2 separate regions of the Hordeum vulgare genome follow, and region 1 is linked to region 2. A link is a contact called in public Hi-C data. All regions are on one chromosome and are shown on one strand. The core of a region is the stretch at or near the end of the contact, and the rest is flanking DNA. Distances in the headings are between cores, read along the strand shown.

What was found. Hi-C and Micro-C count contacts between places; a contact is called where the count stands out from the background.
Region 1: a Hi-C map of leaf shows a contact between it and region 2, with 4 times the contacts expected there. The contact joins two enhancer-like sites. A contact is called at or near these places in 2 of 6 Hi-C or Micro-C datasets (leaf and seedling).

What each region holds. Positions count from the first base shown.
Region 1 is chr3H:599,228,632-599,232,172 of MorexV3_pseudomolecules_assembly, forward strand. No RefSeq gene overlaps it. Among protein-coding and RNA genes, the nearest start is that of LOC123445539, 81 kb to the left of the region's middle. Within about 2 kb of position 2,285, at least 1 of the 3 cell types and tissues checked has open chromatin away from gene starts, as enhancers often do. A contact at or near this core is called in leaf, where this site is marked.
Region 2 is chr3H:599,092,386-599,096,104 of MorexV3_pseudomolecules_assembly, forward strand. No RefSeq gene overlaps it. Among protein-coding and RNA genes, the nearest start is that of LOC123442189, 17 kb to the left of the region's middle. Within about 2 kb of position 2,341, at least 3 of the 3 cell types and tissues checked have open chromatin away from gene starts, as enhancers often do. A contact at or near this core is called in leaf, where this site is marked.

The sequences.
Region 1 (3,541 bases), core at 1,035-3,534, 140 kb after region 2:
ACTTTGGCCGAATGTGGCGTTGTGTGGGATGCATATTTTGACAGCAAACACGAGGATCTTGAATATCGGTGCATGGAGATGGCCAGGACAACGTAAAGTATTACGTACGGGATTTCCCCGTCTTTTGTAGCAAGCCTTCCTTGCAATTGCAAATCAGCCACGGTTTTTGAGAATTGCTGAATCCTTTTGTGTCCTGAACCAAAATCCATGGAGTGTGCTGTTAACATTTATATTGGTTCAAATAAAAAAAACAATTGAAAAGAGTAGCACTCACTCATCAAAAGAGAGGTGTTTACCATATTAAAACCTACTCCCCATAAGTACCTTCCATAAGGAGGAAAAGTCAGTTTTCGTTCAAAAATGAAAATAGATGAGGTGGCGAGAAAGCGATGCTTGTAGCGCAAGGGTTTCTGTAGAGACCCGATATCAATTATGATGTTGCATACCTTCTCGATATGAGTGAAATTTTGATTTGATACTGAATTGGCAGTAAAAAGCCATGTGTCGTTAAGTTTGGATATATATATTGAAGCCATTGAAAGGGCTTAATATTCCAAATCCAATGATAAATCACAACATGTGTGTGAAGCTTCAGAAGTCATTCTTTGACTCTGAATTAGGTAGGTCACAGAGTTGTGTGGTACAATCGACTAAATGAGTTATTTCTGGACAAGGATTACTTTAATATGGATGATTGTTGATGTGTATTCATGAAGATATCATGAATTGAATTTACATCTTATTATTGATGTGGATGATCTTATCATCATTGTCTATACAAGACATATTAAATACACACAATCATTTTGAGACGGATGTTTGGGTCAAACCAAATGATGTTAAGTTTATAGCTTGAGCATATTCCCTCAGAAATAAATGTGTGTAAGTCTTCATATATCTAGAAATATTGAAAAAGATCAATATGGATATATCTTATCAAACACAAAAATGGTCATATTATATCTGACATGGGACACAAGTCCATTTAAAACCTAGAGGAGATGGTAAAGTGATAGTGGACATGAAGTTTCGTATCGAGTACCATCGGAGCGCTCATATAAATTGCAAAGTAAGTGAGACCTGACACTATATTTGTTGGCAATTTATTGAGAGTGCATCGCCAATAAAAAGTAAGATTGGTGTAAGGAATATCCTGAGATATGTCCAAGACACAAAATATCTTGATTAATTCCATTGGGAAAGTCAGGATGGGACCATGGTGTGATATCCTGATAGTGGCTGATAATTTGATCCCAACAATGCCATATCAAATTCCGGATTTACTGGAAGAGTATTCTGTGGGAAGCCTTCCTAATAGACTCTAAATGGGTCCTTTCTGTGATAATTCTGCCATAACTATTTTGAAGCATGACATGATATACATGTCTTTGAAGAATGGCTGATCACATGTGAGATCATGTGAAGATTCATTGGAATCAATTATCATTATCTACCAAGATAATGTCACTTGTATTGCTTATGAGTTATATCTATCCTCGCTAATTACAGACATGTAAGAGGATAATATGCAAACAAATTATTGTGAGATTTACAATGTCGCTACCAATGTTTATATTCTCGAACCTCGTTCGTGGAATTGGTATGAGACGACATTGATGTTTGCAAAGTTCAGGGGAGTAAAATCCCAAGTTATAATCCATTGGTGATCTTTAGATCACTCATATTATACTCTTTTTCCCTTTATGAGTTTTTCAGGATGGTTTCTCATATAAGATTTTTAACGAGACAATATAAATACAAGTGCGGATGTATGTTATATTAGTTTTTCTTTATATTTTTTCACTCGGTTTTAAAGGAGTTTCCGATGACATATTACTATAAAGTTTTTTCTGAATTTTCTTACAGGGTTTTTGAATGAGTTTTTAATTTGCAATATACAAATCACGAATTGATCAAGAAGAAGCTTTATGAAATAAAGCATGTGATCAATTGTATGGAATGGTTTCAGGAGGTGTAGGTGTCTTTCTAACACACCACTTTAAATTATATATAAATGAGTCTTTTACATTGCAATGGAACGAAATGGAATCATTTGAACTCTTTGCTTTTGCTTTACAACAATTACAAGGACTCGAAAACCAACCATACCGATCGAGATCGAGCGACGTCTTGCCGGCAGCTAGCGCGATCCGATGGATGGACGGACCGATGCGTCAAAGAGAATCGCAATCTTGGCGATCATGACGGTTCGACAGACCCATCTTATCTCTGCTCTGAAACGGAGGAGGAGAAAGAGATGTTATGTCTGTTAGACGATCTGGACGGTGCCCTCGTCGTCTGGTCTTTTCTTCTCATGTAAGGTGAAAAAGCATCGATGCATGGGACGAGTGGTAGCTCTCGTTGATCAATTTTTCCAAACTTTTTCCGCAGAAATAACAAAAATTCTCACAAACCTGCGTGCCATGATAAACTTTGGCCGAATGTGGCGTGGTGTGGGATGCATATTTTGACAGCAAACATGAGGATCTTGAACATGGATGCATGGAGCTGGGCAGGACCACGTACTACGTACGGGATCTCCCCGTCTTTTGTAGCAAGCCTTCCTTGTAATTGCAAACCAGCCACGGTTGATGTGTGGCCGATAAATCGCACCACCACGTCCTGAAATTCGCCATGGTTTATCCGGAAGAAATTACTGGTACGACGTAAGTACAGCGGCGTACGCTGCTAGCCTGGTCAATACAGCGGAGGAATGAACCATTGTGCACTAGAGCTTTTATTCGACCGGGACAACCGCGGTGGACCGGATCGCCGATTCCACCAGCTGAATCTCGTACGGCCGATACCAGAACGATTGCGGGGTCAATCGGTTCTTCTCCATTCTTCAGGAGAATACGGTGTTTTGGAATATGGTTGACCATGATGTTAAAGTAGGGAAAATAGCCAAAGTAGAACAGGACGAAGACGGGGCGCATCGAAAGCAATCACGTTGAGACGTTCCCTAAAAACCTTGTTGCCGTATTTCCGCTAAGAATCTCGAACGACATGGTTCCGGAGGTACCTACTCTCATGACCAACCATGCACGCGTCGTCAAGATGAGACCGTAGGAAGCAGCACATTGAAAAAAAATAGATGACGGCTAGGATTGTGAGAAAAGGAGAAAGTGAAAGAATTAGGTTACACTCCATGGTGGACGCCTCCTTATATAGATCGTCGGGTAGATGTGCCTGGGTCATTGCCCACGACCGAATCCACGAACAACCCATCATCCAACATCTCGAACAATCGCGCTTCAGTGACTCGTTAATTAATCTATAATTAATAATTAATTAATCATTTTTGAATGATAAAAATAAGGAGCATATGTCGGAGGAGAAGAAGAGCGCATGCACAACTCTTGTTTTCAAGCTTCCAACGACAGGTGATAGAGCAATATTTATGGAAAGTCTCACTCTTGCTAGTATAGCATTATGGTATTAAACTTTCCTTCACTTATGGTACACTCACAAGAACCATGAATATTAACCAGAGATTATTGTTGAGGTAATTACAGTAGTGATGCATGAACTTAACATCGAT
Region 2 (3,719 bases), core at 1,091-3,590:
CTACTTTGCCAGAGACGGGACCGACAAAGGCGGGGGAGGCGAGGTCGACAACGACGGTGAGGGTTGGCGCGTTGTCGTCCATGGCGCGTGCACAAGTGGGCGGGAGGTTTTGGGGAGAATGGGGGGGGGGGAGGGATGGTGGCGCTGTGCCACCGACTGGCGGGCCAGGGCAAGAGAAGGGCAGGAGTCGCGCGCGTTCATCATGTGTCCGTGCCGATGCAAATGTGGCCCAAATTTGGGCTTGGCATGGGTCACGGGCAGACAAAAAGCGGATGCCGGGTAGACAAAAAACGGATGCACATCCCTTTGGGTCGCCGCGTTGGGCCGAGTTTTGTGTCCGCAACAACCCAAACGGACACTTGCAAGCGAACTAGGTCGCCCAATTGGAGTTGCTCTTACTGTTGAATGAATCAGTCCGGTGCTACACCCCGGACACGCCATTGAATTCCAGATCTGACACCTCACCATGACTAAGACGTCGAAGGAGGGAAACATACCTACCATCCATGAACAACGAACCCAACACATGTTCCGTCTTCCAGATGCCATCGATGGAGACCACAATCAGCATCCACTTCTGGACTACCACACAAGCTTCCGCCGACACTAGAGCAAACACCATTGCAACGACGAAGCCCTAGGACACGGGTCCATCACGAGGATGCCGTCGCCGCCACGCAATCCTTGCTTTAAAAGATTGGTTTCGAAATCTATGCCCAACAATAGGATCGATGAACTGGTGAGGAAAGGATCAAAGAATCTTTATTCTGCGCCGTCATCATCGTAGTCGAAACGAAGATGATGAACAACCTAAAAATCTAAACTACGAGGATTAAAAACGATCGAGATGCGTGGATCCGGCCACTACCCTCAGCACAGACGATCGAGGTCGCTGGTGAAGGGGAGCCGCTGGAGAGTGGCGCTGGAAGATTGTCTCTCTAGCGGCGGCTTGGGTTGCAACCCACTCAGCCGCATGCACCGCGCCCACTCCCCGATCATCACACAGTAGAATTAGTACCGTATGCAACTACGTAGCTCAGACTTCATACCTTAAGTTGCTCCTACTAGTTATCCTTAGGGTTGGGGGTCCGTATGCAACTACTAGTTATCTAGGTGTTGCAATTGGCGCTCCGGATGAGCATCACGACATGATGATTCATTGTCGAGCCAGAGCTATAAGCGAATGGCGAGCTACAAGCGCATGTGGTGGGTGGTGGCGCGGAGGCAGGAGGGTGGGTGGGATTGTGGCTAGGGTTGGGGGTCCTCGTCAGACTCCAATAGCCGGATTTAGTCCTTCGACTGGCACGCTCGAGCGGTATCCTTACCAAATCGCCGAGGTAATGACAAGTGTCTGTGTAGGTTCCATGCGTCAGTCTGGTATGGCTAACGCGTTCAGGCCTTCGTGTATTTGAGACAGATTTAAACTGGATATGAAGGATGCCGGTCAATCCAAACGTGCATGACAGGTTTGAGGAACCGGAAGAATCATGCTTTGGTGACCAGCCGTTGACCGAGCAAGCGACCATATTGCAGTTTGCAGTTTGACTTTAAAAATAATATACTCTAGATGCACATATTGTAAGTTTCTAACTAACGGTGGTAGTACAATGAAAGTCTCACCGATCGTCGGTACTGGATAGGAAATCCGTTTGAAATTTCTTTCAAAAAAAAAATCTGTTTGGAAAGGTTGTGAAACCTTCTTGGCTACTAGCAAAATTGCTCCCTTTTGATTCATCATGACCTTTTTATGTAAGAAAGAATAAGTCCAACAGCAAATTGCTCCCCAGTGAAAATTGCTGTTTTTACATATTCCATCCTTTTTAAATATAAGTTTTTTTAAAGATTTCATTACGGGACTACATACAAAGTAAAATAAATAAATTTACGTTTTAAAGTATGTCTATATACTCCCTCTGTCTCAAAGTAAGTGACGTTTTGTTTTGATATAACTTACCACTCATGTCAAGTGGGTAAGTGACGTAAATTTAATGCTAAGTTAGTATAAATTTTATATTAAAACAAAGCCACTTATTTTAAAACGGAGGAAATACATTCGTATATAGTCTTTAGTGAAATTTTTAAAAAGACTTATATTTAGAAACGGGGAAGTAGAACATTATCGCGTCATGTATGCATGGGAACAATGTGACGAGCCTTTATTTCTCCGAGCTGCTCCTACTAGTTATCCTTAGGGTTTTGTCCTCGTTGAGAAAGCAAGCGATTCGTACGTTGGGCATAGGCATGCATGCCGCAAAGGTCGCCCGAGTCCAATGATCGGATCCTACTCAGGATACTCGGACGAGCTGTCATGTCACCACGGTCTTCTTCCTCCTCTTGTCCCACGTGCACGGTGCACTGTACCCAGACCGACTGTGTCCTGCCCTAGAGTCTAGAGCCGATCCCACAATCTTTTCTCAAATCGGCCGTACGAGATCGTGTTGGTGAGCCAACGATCTGGTCCACGCCCGGCCTCTGCCGATCAGTTAATTGGTGGTGTAGGTCACAGATCAACCATGACTCATTTCATTTGGAAGCTACTAGTAGGAAAAGATAGAGACATCCCGTACGCGAATCCTGCTCCGCGCTGCGTCGTCTTCAAGATCCTCGTGCGCTTGTTGTCAAAGTAAATGTATGCGTCCCACACGGCCACATGCGGCCAAGGTTTTATAATGGCGCGCAGATCTGCAGGAATTCAAGGACGAGAGCTACCCGATCCTTCTACCAGTGTTCGTTACCCGACGACGGCACGTCCGGATCGTCAAGCCGAGCAACGAGCATCTGCTCCGCTTCAGTGCAGAGTCCATCTGCGTAAGCATGGCTTGTTTTTTTGGTTGGTTGGCTTTACACCGATCAAATCGGATCAGGATACGGAGTAGCAGGAGAGATCGCCCAAGATCAGAGCAATGCATGCACCAGAAGAGCAGAGTGAGGGGAGGTAAGATCAGATGAGATTTGATTGGAGATGATCCTTCTACTTGTCCTCATAATGTGCACTGTAGTAGGAGCACATCTTTTCCATTGCCTTTCCTTAAAAGAACACTCATTATTTCATCCATATCCACGGTAACTGTACAAGTTCCCGATCTGACATTATTTCCCATTCCCACAAGCAGATTGCATTAGTTGTTGACTTAGGCCCTGTTTGTTTGAAAAGTCCTATGATTTTTTTTAGTTCAAACTAAGAAGTCCTTAGTCTCTACCTGTTTGGTTTCAGAGAGTAAACATGGACTAGAGGTTATTAAATGACATGTTAAAAGACCATGTCACCCCTACTAATAGACTATCGTCCTGTTTCTTTAAAAAGTCCTAGGACTTTTTTTTAGTCCCAACTAAAAAGTCTCTAGTCCCTACCCGTTTTTTTTCAAGGACTAAACATGGACTAGAGGTCATTAAATGACATGCAAAAGACCATGTTATCTCTAGTAATATACTATAAGTTATTAAATGACATCCTAAAAGTAGGGGCACTGTTGAAAAAAGTGTCAAAAAAGTCCCAAAAAGTCCCTCCCATAGGGACTTCTTCCTTTAGTCCCAACTACCCTATTTTAGTCTCTAAAAGTCCCACCTGTTTCTTTCCCATGGGACTAAAAGGGACTTTTTTTAGTCCCTACATCAAAAAGTGCCTGGAAAGAAACACCCCCTATAAGTTATTAAATGACATGCTAAAAGTAGGTACACTGTTTGAAAAAGTCCCCAAAACACTCTCCCTTTGGGACTTC